2 separate regions of the Rattus norvegicus genome follow, and region 1 is linked to region 2. The links are chromatin contacts, called in public Hi-C maps. All regions are on one chromosome and are shown on one strand. Each heading gives the region's core, a stretch centred on a gene start, on an enhancer-like site or on the middle of the called end of the contact. The rest is flanking DNA. Distances are from core to core; before and after follow the strand shown. Region 1 has its middle 230 kb from the start of Ets1. Region 2 has its middle 49 kb from the start of Fli1.

Evidence for each region. A called contact is a pair of places that touch in the nucleus more often than the background predicts.
Region 1: a contact with region 2 is called in a Hi-C map of liver, with 11 times the contacts expected there. The contact joins two enhancer-like sites. A contact is called at or near these places in 12 of 12 Hi-C or Micro-C datasets (the A7r5 cell line, the Rat2 cell line, Schwann cells and 7 more) and 1 of 1 datasets of contacts at active chromatin or transcription factors (oligodendrocytes).

The regions. Positions count from the first base shown.
Region 1 is chr8:39,589,994-39,596,267 of GRCr8, forward strand. No RefSeq gene overlaps it. Among named protein-coding and RNA genes, the nearest start is that of Ets1, 230 kb to the left of the region's middle. Within about 2 kb of position 2,893, at least 29 of the 93 cell types and tissues checked have an H3K27ac peak or open chromatin away from gene starts, as enhancers often do.
Region 2 is chr8:39,254,874-39,260,285 of GRCr8, forward strand. No RefSeq gene overlaps it. Among named protein-coding and RNA genes, the nearest start is that of Fli1, 49 kb to the left of the region's middle. Within about 2 kb of position 2,303, at least 1 of the 93 cell types and tissues checked has an H3K27ac peak or open chromatin away from gene starts, as enhancers often do.

The sequences.
Region 1 (6,274 bases), core at 1,643-4,142, 340 kb after region 2:
CTTATAAACAGCCCGTGCTGCTCTCAACTGCAGCCCTTCCTCCCCAAATTCCTTCAGTAGCTCAATTCCCAGCAAGCTTTTCTTCTGTGGTGCAATGTGCTTCCCTGCCTTCGTGACATCCCTGTCCCCTGTGAGTGCTGGCTTTTCTTCTCTGACATAGTCACAACCCTCTGAGTTTGCTCACTTGATGGAGAAGTTCCAGACAACTTCAGGCTGTGACTGCAGGATTAAAAGTTCTCTGGGCATGGTGCTCTTGACCCTGCCAAAGGACATGTGGTGCTAGGTTTAACAGAAAAATTACATTCACTTGTCTGCTTCAAGTATTAGTTGACATGCCCAGGCTCACAAAGCAGGGAGCCCTCATTTACAATGGAGTTGCCATCTTGCTGATTTCCTGTATTCAGTGGTTAGACTTCATACTGGAAAGAACTTGGAGGGCCTTATACTGGTTTGTACTGTGGAGATGTAGGACAGATAGTCGGTGTTATGTACTTGTTTAGTGACACATGTAGAAAAAAAAGGGTAGGTAAGAAGCAATTGTGATTTTTTTAAAAACTTATTTTCTTCTTCAAAACTTGTACATAGATTGTGTGTGTGTGTGTGTGTGTGTGTGTGTGTGTGTGTGTAAACTCATGAACTTAACATTCATTTCTACCCCAGTGATGATCCTTCCTACACCATAGTTTACAGATGCATTTTCTATCGATTGACCTTCATACAATTTTGCCATGGCCTGCATGAACCATTTACCCTACATCTTTTTTTTTAAATAATCAAATCATATTGTTATTTCCTTCAGGTGTCTTACGTCCTTCAAACAGGTATACGGTCCCTGAAGATAGAAGCTTCCAAATGCTCTCATCCTGTGTTGGCAGAATTCCCGTTAGGTGTGCCAACTTTATGTAAGAGCCACACGGGAGAATCACATGGTCTAAAGTTCAGGTTCACTTCAGAGTTCTAACCAGGGATTTTCTTAAAGACATAGTAAGGGGAGAGTCCCAGATTACTTGCAAGTAAGTCAGGTATCATGGGCCTGATCTTTGCCTCAGACCTACATGATAATTGTCTCATTGTTAGGAACATGTTCAACTTTCTCCTTCTTACCCCTCCTTGTCTCTCTCTCTCTCCACAAAGGTGGAGACCAAAGTTACCGGAAGCCTCAATTGTCAGAGCTCAAAGCCCTCGCTCAACATTTGACATTTGGAAACGTGTCCCCCCCTCCCCTTCCTCTGCACCCTCATCTTGTTTGCATGGGTGCCAGCCTTAGAGATAACCATATCAGGCAGAAAAAATGAAATGTGTTTCCTTCTAAAGTGTCTTCCTCCTACACGGTACAGCTAGGCACCCCAGGCTTGTCTGCATATAACTTAGGCTTCTCTCTTTTGACTTTTAGGCCAGCAGATAGAACATTTCACATTTTTTTTCTAGAAAGAGACAGAAATCATGGAACTTTTAAACCAGAAAAAAAAACCTAGCAGATTATTTCCCCCGAAAGTCTTGTTTGATGGTGGTGGTGGTGGTGGTGGTGGTGGTGGTGGTGGTGGTGGTGGTGGTGGTGATTGTGATTGGAGAAGTTTGATCCTTGGTTTGCAGTCAGTTACATATGAACTGAGCTGGTATCGAACCTCAGCAGTTTTATAATGTCAAGACTGATATTCCTATCAGAAAGGCTCGGTCGGGATGCATTCACTTTAGCAAGAATTCTGAAAGTTCAGACAGTGGACTTTCCCAGAACCTTTACAGACCAAAGAAAGTCTCTCATGAATTCATCGGGGAAATAGACCAGCCCTGTCCTGTAGTGTCTTTCTTGGGAGGATGGCTGGAGACTGGAATAGCTCTGGGCCTGACCTGGAGTCTGTTTCAGGCAGGTAGTTGAACTCCTTCAGCTTTGTGTGACCGCTGTGTACCCAAGACTTAAATGCTGAAGCCTGACACACACATGCTCCTAGAGGCCTCCTCAAGACATTGAAGGACGCTAAATTTAACTCTTTAACATCCGCCAAATCTGGTAACAGAAGAAAACGGGAGGCAAGGCTGGGTCTCTGCTTTGTACGGTTTGGAGACATCCAAAATAAGAATGCCCAAAGTATTCCCCACCCCATACACACCCCAAAGGGCCAGAACACTAGAGGAGTTCTCTACTTTTGGCCTTTGGGGGATTTTTAGGGCAAATCCAAACAAAACCAAAAGGGCTCCAAACTTAGTGGTACTATTCTCCTAGGAATTGGAAATGTGACCAGAGACAAAACCAGAAGAGAGAAAATGGGTGGAATCCCCAACCTGGCTTTGTCTCCTCCCATCTTGGACCGTATCTGGAATTCTCTCTAACGCCCATGCCACTCTCGAAACACTGAGTGGTTGGAAGACCAGCAGAGGTGCGTAAAAACCTCCTTCATGTGCCACTGTATCATTTAGAGGTGACACTCACCGGGGTCCTGTGCAGCACCATTGTGCTCTGTGTGGTTTGTGTGTGGTGGGGAAGTCAGGTCTAGGAGCTGCATGGCGTTCACCTCGGGGCTCCAAGCTCACAGCCAACATTTTGCTTCCTCAAGGGCCAGTGAGAATAGCCTGTTTGAACCCCAAAGGCACACTCTCAATCTAGGGCACGACCCCTTTTGGTGCTCTTGGCTACAGTTCTTGTCCTACCCCCAGCCTGCAGGGTTCTGCTGAAGCAGAACCGTGCACTTCCGGACCCCACACTCTACTTGCGTGCTTCCCAGCCCACTAGAGAGATTTTTCAGAAAACTATTTTTAGAAATAGTAACCTCAGAGTAAGAAAGGCACGGCACTCCAGATTGGGCGTTTTTCTGGGCCAAGCAAGCTAAGGAGCAGTTGTTTAAAGAGAAAGGTGTAACAGCAGCCCTTGCTGTTCAGCTGGGGGATCGTCTGCAGATTCCTGGGTTTGACTCCCTCTAGCGTCTCGATTAGGAAGACAAGTCTAAAGCCAGGCTTAGGAGACTTGTGGGGAACTGGGACACAAAGTATTTTTCTTTGTTTTGTTCCTAGTTCCTCCTCTGCTCTCCATTCTCTCTTTTGTGACAGACTTCCCAGCACGAGAAGAAAATGAAGATTAAATATTAAATTTACGAATAGCAGAGCGATTTATTTGCATCTTTTTTCTTATTCCTGGAAGGATCAGTGATTAAGCAGAAGTTTATCTCAAGAATGAGGCTATAATGTAACTTCTGGATATCTCTGTTTACATAAAGTCTATTCCCTGAAGAGAATCTGCATGCGCGCTGTTAGGGAACACTGTGTACTGTGCACCTCGTCACAGAATTAGGGTCAGCCGTACTGCTGCTTTTGGAGAGGACAGATTAAGAGGAGGGGCTTGTGGGTGCAGTGGCAAGGCAGCATGAGACTTCATAAATGTAAGGGACACAGGCACATAGGACTAGAAGCACAAAGCAGTGTGTCTGTCTTTGAAAGTTGGAATCATTGGTTGTTTTATCGTATTTCCCTATGAATTTGATGAGCCTTCTTCACGAAGGAAACAGAAGAAAAAACTAAATGAACTTTTCTAGGTCTCTGAATGTGAGGATTCTAAAACTGAGTGCCGTGCGATTTCCCGATGGAAAGGAAGCTCTAATTGAAGGAATCTTCATTGGCCAGGAGAGCTCAGTCCTCCAGTTGGAACGTTTATCAGCGTGGAAAAGAGGTGGCAGACAATTATCTGGTTAGGTTATAGATGGCTGGATTTCTCCTATAACCTGGCTGTGGCTTACTAACGTCTGAGCTACAGAGTAAACCCAAGTGACTGTGGGTGACAGGACGGGAAACGTGTGCAGTGCACACTTAAGACATGCTCGTACCTCCCGGCCTGTTTTGAGTCAGACTTTGTGAATTATAGAACAGCAGCCATTCATTCAACAGAAAGCATTCCATTCACAAACACTGCAGCTAAGCTCACAATGGTTCATTATGAGTTCTTTTGCTGAAGGGCTACTTGCCTTTCCAGGGCAACAGCCTCTTCTTTGACTGCCTTTCTCTCAGCTCCCATTTACCATTTTCACATCATTCTCTTTAGAACTTATCTGATGTCTAGCAGCCCCTGGTGGGCAGACTGGAATGCTCCCACCACCCTTAACATACTCACACTGAGCCTGTAAACATCAAACGATGATTTAATCCACTAAGGTAGATTTTCCAGAATGTATCGGTTTCTTTGCCTTTGCTACCATGGAAAACAAAGGCATGGGTGTTGGGCTCAGAAGATGGCGCAGTGTATAAAGTGCCTGTCTTACATATTCAGGATCCATGCTCAGTCTCCAGACCCAAGAAAAACAGAACAAACAAACAAACAAACAAACAAACAAAAAACAAGTGCATGCTGTGTTCGATTGAAGACCCTGAACAGTGGTTTTGAAGATCGTTTTAAGTGTGAAGAAAGCCTGTGAGGCTTTAAGACTCTAGATGTCAGGTTGCAGTATTGGTGGCAAATGCCTTCCTTGTTCAATATACAGGAGGCTCTCATAGGTGAGGGCAGGGCAGGGCATTAGTTGAGGAGGAGACAAAATTATTGAGCTGAAATGGCAAGGAACTGAATTGTTTTTTTTTCTTTCTTTTCTGTCTTTTTTAAAAAAAGTTGTCATCGGTTCTTTGTGAGTTTCCCATCATGCACCCCAGTTCTGCTCATCTCCTGTCCCCTCATAACCCCACCTTTCACCCTGTAACCTTCCCCCAAATAAAAAAACAAACAAACACATCATCATGGAAGCTGTATTCATGTCAGTGTGTCCCACACTGTATCCCTCTGTCCACGCGTCTTCATTTGCAAACGTTCATTTCAACGAGTCATTGGTCGGGCTTGAGACTTCTGGTTTCGGTGACACCATCAATATTGGATCCTCATCGGGGCTCTACCCAGTTATCATGTTGTTGCCTTGTGTCTTGGAGAGGCTGTAGCTTTGGATCAGCAGGACTGGCCATTTCATGCATCCCAGTCATTTGCAGATGATATAGAGCCAGTGTCGAGCCTTGTGTCTGGGCCTAGGAGGTAGCTGAGCTGGTCAGCCTGTCTTAACTCTCCCATATGCACATCTCCAGGGTGAGTTCTCCAGCACCACTCCAGGTAGACCATCCAAAGTCATCCACAGCAGGAGGTAGGTAGGGCCAGCTCTCTTGACTACCTAGGGAAGGGAGAAGCAATGGGTTTGAGGGCATTCCCCCAACCAACACACACACACACACACACACACACACACACACACACACACACACACACACCACTTCACGTCTGATGAGTGGGAGGACCAACTTTCCCATGCTTTCCCGCTTGGAGTCAGCTCATCAACACCCTTTCACTAGGGCCAGCTTTCTAGATTGCTGAAGCTGGTGATTGGGGCATTATCTCTGAGCCAGTGCCACCCCGTGGCAGACCAGTGCCATACTAACATACTCCTGCCCTCTGGTCCAGGCCACCAACATCCCTGCACCAGGGCCAGCTCCACTGTGCTGCCTGGGTGAGGGGCAGGATTCCTGTGAAGAGGGCTGGGAGGATATGGGAGTGCATCACCTCTGAACCCATGCCTTCCCATGGCAGCTGAGTGGCAGGGTCAGCTCTTCCGCCCACACTCACACCCCCAGGGCTAGCTCACCCACACCATCGCCACAAGGGCCAGGTCCTCTCTGCTGTCCAGGCGAAGTGCAAGGATCAGTCTCCTGAGTGTTACTGTGTTGGGGCCAGCTCTCCAGTGCCGCAGCCAGTGAGGGGAAGGGCCAGTTCTGCACAGCCCCTGGACATCCACGTGGTCCCTGGCCGCTGCCCCAACCAGGAATATCTCCATGTTCTCAAGTGGTAATATGAGCCACAAACGTAGACACTGACCCCTAGATGCCACTGTGTAGCCACAGACCCAGATATAGCCCTCAGTGGCATCTAGGGCTGGGACCCTACCATGGCCCCGGGTATCAGGGCTGGCCATTCCCTCTTCACAATGCTCAAGTGGTTCCTCTTCTCTTTCTGTACCATCTATCCACTACATGGTCACACATTGTGGTGGCTCCTGTTGCAGGATGGCCACATAGCTAGTGGGGCCCCTGGGTGGCCTTCCTCAGCAAGCTTGGTGTCTATGGTCCACCTGTGCTGTGAACAGGACAGGTCTGTGGCATGGTGGTCCACAGGCTTCTGTCTGTCTTCCTCCGCTTGCATCATGCTGCTGGGATTGGATTTATGTGTTCTAGGCTTAAACCAGCTTTGGCCACCAAGCCAGGCACCAAGCTAGAGGGAACAAAGTACTTGCATCTGCTCTGCCTTGACTGATATAAGAATAAT
Region 2 (5,412 bases), core at 1,053-3,552:
TGGCCGAGCTCGATCTGTAATGCTTGCCCTATCCTATGAGCCCTTCACCCAGGCTTGGCCTCCTGCTGTAATGCACGCCCCGCCCCCGCTCCAGCACCACACAAACAACCTGGACACTCACTGAGAACTCGCTCTCAGTAGCCAGTGCCCCACATCCCAGTGGCCTCTTGTGTTCTCCCGGCTGAGTAGTTCAGTTCATCTCACAGATGGTTCTGAGTCTCTGGCTTCTCTGCTCTGCTTTGGCTGCCAGTCTGTTCCTAGCCCCACCCTCTGTGCTTCGTTCAACTGGCAGTGGTCTGAACGGCATTGCCAACCCTTGAGTGTCTGTGTTCACCTTTCTCAATTGAGCAGTACACTGTTCTACACTCCCCACCCAACTTGTGTGTGTGTGTGTGTGTGTGTGTGTGTGTGTGTAATGGACTTTTCACATGACCAGCGAATCGAACCCCGAAGCCCAGCTGTCCACTGCTCATTGCTGCCTTTGGTCCCACACTTTAGGATGCAGAGTCACGATAAATGGAGCTTTGAACTACACTGACTTTTTCCAAAACTACAGTTTTATTCCCGAAATGCCTGGTTTCCTAACTCAGCTGGCACCCGTGTCTTCTCATCCGCTCCCTCCCCAGCTTCTTTTCAGTTGGATCTTTCTTCCATGCCCCTTACTGTCTTGATTAAACTCCCCCCACTTGCTTCCAGCTCCCGTCTGCCCTTCCAGTCCAAGGACCTCCAGAGTTCCTCATTCCCATTTAACCAGAAGACTGGCACTCTCGGGATTGTCTTTGAATGTCTACATCTTTTCTTGCTTCCTTCCCATTCAGCTTCTGACAAGAGGGCCCCACGTCTTTCTAACAAATGTCTTTGAGGCTGGACCCCCAGGATCACAGGGAAACCCATTTCTCCTGTCTTCCAAGAGAGAAGACTATCAAAAGCTTTGGCTTTGGTCTACCCCTGGGCTACCAGGTCAGCATTCGAGAGATCTGGGGAAAGGGGGTCCAGAGAAGATCATGTTTCCTTGCTTGGAGTCCTTGAACATACTGGGATTTTGAGGCCAGGAGGCTGCTTGACTTCCCCCTGGGCTTGTGAAAGTCAGGTAGTGTTTAGAGGGCAAATGGTTAGCTTGGGGAGTTCTAGACTTTGTCTAATTTCCCAGCTGCAGAGGTTTGGAGGAAAACACTAGTACTTCTGTATTGGTCCTTGATGTGGAAGGGGCCGTTTACTTTCCTCTGTGTTCACACTGTCTATCCAGGTGACAAGAGGCTGAGCCCAGCTCCACCGTAGTCAAGAGCAGTGCCCTGGCTCCTTAACACAGTTAAGGATTTGCCAGGCTCCTATGGTCAGATCTTATTTGAGCTGAGGCACAGCTTGGTGTTTCCATCTGGGCACATTGTTATGGACATTTGAAAGTAACAGAGATGCTGGAAAGAGGTCCAAGACTCTCCTCTGACACTTGTCACTTCTCCTCTGCCTCAACTGTCAACCACAAGGGTCATCCAATATGGCTGATGAACATTAGCTACCCTCAAACACTTTACATGCTTCGAAGAAGAACTGAGGAACACCACTTGTAACATTCTAGTTTTCGTTTGCTTGGTCTTTGCTTGGTTGTTAAGTCACCTCTGAATTGGAGTCTAGTGAGACTCAAAATCCCATGGGGTGGGGACAGAGATACTCCATGGACTTTAGACGAAAAGTCCTTACAGGCTTCCCTAGGCAGCCTTTGTAATCATCTTTACACCCAACAGTCTTCGGCAAAGAGGAGGGGCGTGCCCAGCCTCTTCCTTGGTGAGAGTTCTGGAAGCCCACTTCACTAGTGTTCCTTATGGAAAAAGAGAGCTCTGCTTTGCGTGTTACCAGGAGGAGGAGCCTTAGCAGCGCAGACAAACCCTTCCCACCCCACTGCTCCCACCTCGGACTGAACCCTGTGCCCGTAGTACACGCGTCCTCCCTAGACCTCTGCTCCAGTGCTCAGAGAAGCTCATACAGCGCCTCTTCTGCCAACCTTCTAGTACTTCTACACAGGGCCTTTCTCTGCCGTGACGTCACTCTCTAACCTGCACCCTTGTGCCAGCTTCTCTTCTGCAGTCATCTCTGAGTGTCTAGGGGATGCGGTTCGTGTCTGCCCATCTCGGTCCTCAGCAGCTTCTAGGCAAAAGGCTGGGCGACCAGGAAGATGTCTCTTAACTCACGATAGTCCAGAACTCAAGGCAGAAGAGACTAGGAGGGGCTGCCTATCCGCTAGCCTGTCTTAAATAGCAGTACCTCAGGACAAACGCGTAGTTAGCCACCTTGTACCACCTGCATCCGGCCAGCAGGGGTCGCTACAAAGCAGAGTTCGTGTCTCTGCTGTCAAGTGATGGAGCCTGCAGGAGGAGAGGCCTTTGGCTGAAGGGAGGTCCTTGCTCGTGAACTTTTCTGTTCTGCGAGGTCTCTTTTTGAAGAAAAAAAAATGCCCTTTGAATGTAGCTTCCCCTCTCCCAAAGAAGACAGGTTTTCAGCTCTGTCCTCTTATCCCAAACTTACTTGGCCTTTTCTTAAAAACGCACCGTGCCTAGAGGGACTTATTTTTAAGTAACATGCATATAGCACATGTAGTTGGGAAGTGCTTTCTGAACTCATTTCCCCCTCCAACTTTGAAGGTAAATATCAACAATAAAGAATTTTGAATAAAAAAAGAATACTAAGGATTAGGATTTGCAGTATCCATATCTATATATCTATATATAAAAGTCAGATTTGGACAACATGCAGACTGTCCAAATATCATTTACTGGCTTTTTTCACTGTCAATATGACATTTCATTCCTGTATTCTTCCCCCACGGTGAGAAAATACCATGCATCTGTCAGACGGCATTATCAAAACAAGAATAAACATTGGAGAGGGTTTGGGGAAATGGAACCTTCGCACTGTGGATGGGGATGCAGAAAGATACAGCTACCATGGCAACCTAAAACCACTGGTGACCCAGGGATCTGCTTCAGAGTCTTTTCTTAGATGAGCTGACATCAGCATCCTGGACTGCATTCTCCTGTCTCCTGCGACATTATTGATAGTGGCTAAGGTGTGGAAAAATATCCTAACTATTTTTGACAACTAAATAGAGCAATCGAACACAGCAGATACTTACCATGAAACATTGACTACCTTGATCGACGGAGGAATTCCTATCACATGAGACAGCACAGATAAAACCAGGGACCTGCCTCTTCTGGATATACCGAGAACGAGAGTCTAACTCAAGTCCCTATTAATTGTAGGGCCAGCCACACTGTATCTTCTTTGCTCTCCCAGCACAAGTACAGTCTGTCAGTGAGCAGGAGTCCCAGTGCGCAGGGTTATTGGGTCTCCAGGCCATACCACCTGGTCTCCAGCCTTGTCAGCTATGAGACGGGGTAATTATTAACTCACCCTAGGCCCGTTTTCTTGTTGTTACAAAGCTGATAATAACACACCACAAATCACAGGGTCTGTAAGGATTAAATACTATGGTGCATGGCGAGAGCAAATAAATGGCAAGGCAGTAAAGAAAAAAAAAAGACAACCCTTTCCCCCAAGACATGGCTCCATACACTCTAGTCTGGTCTTGGATACTTTATCTGTAGTAACTGGGTGTGTCGTTATAGTTCTCTAAACACAACTGTGTAACAGTTACCTACACAATAGTTATGTTGTTTAAAGCATTTGGAGCCTGTATGGACTCTACTCTTTGAGAGGGGGTCCTGGAACCAATTTCCTAGAGAGAGCAAAAGATGGCCATATCTTAAATTTTATATTATGTAAAGAGAGAAATTGAGTCAGAGGCTAAGTGACAACCCCGTGTGGGACTTGATTCCAAGGCCTGTTTTATGCATAAGCCCAACCCCTATTCAACTGTGTGGCGGGCACACCCACATCAGCGTGGTGTGGCTGGACTGGATTAACAATACAACCATTTGGTTTTGTTACACAGGGAGTGGATCCTGCCTAGATGGAAACTTGTCCTCGTCGGCCAGGCATGGGGGGCTGCGGGCACCATATCCTTTTGTCCTGTACCTCTCCTTGTTGGCCTTAAGAGGGCGCCATTGAGCCATGTTCTTCAAGTTCCAGGCTCACGAACTCCACAGTCCAATATGAAATTTCACAGCATGAAAAAAGACAAACTCAAAGGGCTGAACCCCTAACTGCTGAGACTTTTATCTTTATGAAAAAGCAGATCTTAAAAACAAACTCCCTCTACTGCAGGAACCAGAGGACTTTGTCAGAAGTCAAGGTTACTGCAACCTGTGGTTTTCCCTTTGTTTTGCTCAATCTACTTTATAGAGAAAGATACAAAACTGTCTTAAAACAAAACAACACACACACACACACACACACACACACACACACACACACACACACACACAGAGCAAAGAGAAACACAGCAACTTTGAAGACAGAGTCAAGTGCAGGCTGCAGCCTTAACCTTGTCTGGGAAGGTGTCTTAGAGCTTGTCTCTCCATGACAGGATAAAACAAATGTTTAACTCTGCTTAATGCTAAGAGGAATGTAGCCTGTCAGAGAACATAGCAACCCTGGAAAATAATTAGTTTATTTTCCGTTGCTTATTCACCAAAGCTGAGTTTCTAAATCGAGTGTCTCCCCAAGGCAGCTTTCACCAGGAGAAGCCAACTGTCTCAAAATGCCAGCCTGTACCCACCTGGGGCATGGCCACATCTACTTTGGATCCTTGGGCTGGCTCTATATTGACCTCCTCCTTAGGGAGACTCCTGGGTTGTTCTTAAATTTTTCTTTAAGAATCCACAATCCCACAATTGCCCTTTGTGTGTGCACAATGGTGGGTAGTGTCCTTGCTGTCACTGGAGAGGAGGAGTCTGGCCCATCTCCGAAGAGAACTCTTCTAGGGACAAGGTTTTGGTGGTGGGAGAAAGCATGACAGTATACAGGAAGCCTGGGGTTCAATATTCACTAGAAAAGGTGGAGGGAAGAAAGAAAAAAAGACAAAGAAAAGAAAAACAAGAGAAGAGAGAATGTGTCTAACCCCACTACTTCTGGGCACTAACAGACCATCCCTGAGTTTAAAAAGCTCCGCTTAGCTTCCCTAACAATCTTGTGAGCATTCTGTGGCTTAAATGATATAGACCTACCACATCTAACAGAGTGGCTGTGCTGAGGCCCTAGCCTTTGTAATTCAAGTCCAGGGCTCCTTAAATTGCCAGTGTTAACTTTCTGAGCAGTGGCCAGGGCTGAAGGTCAAATACACTCAGCTCTGTCAGTCCCTGTCTCTCTCCTTCAAAGAGCTGACGCCCTGCTCTAGGCTCATACCCTTCATACCTCTCTCACTCTTCTCCCACTCTCCCAAGTTTACCCTTATCAAAAAGACCCTTGCTTCAGGCAAAATGACTTGGCCCATCTTGCTTAAAATGAAATGAATCT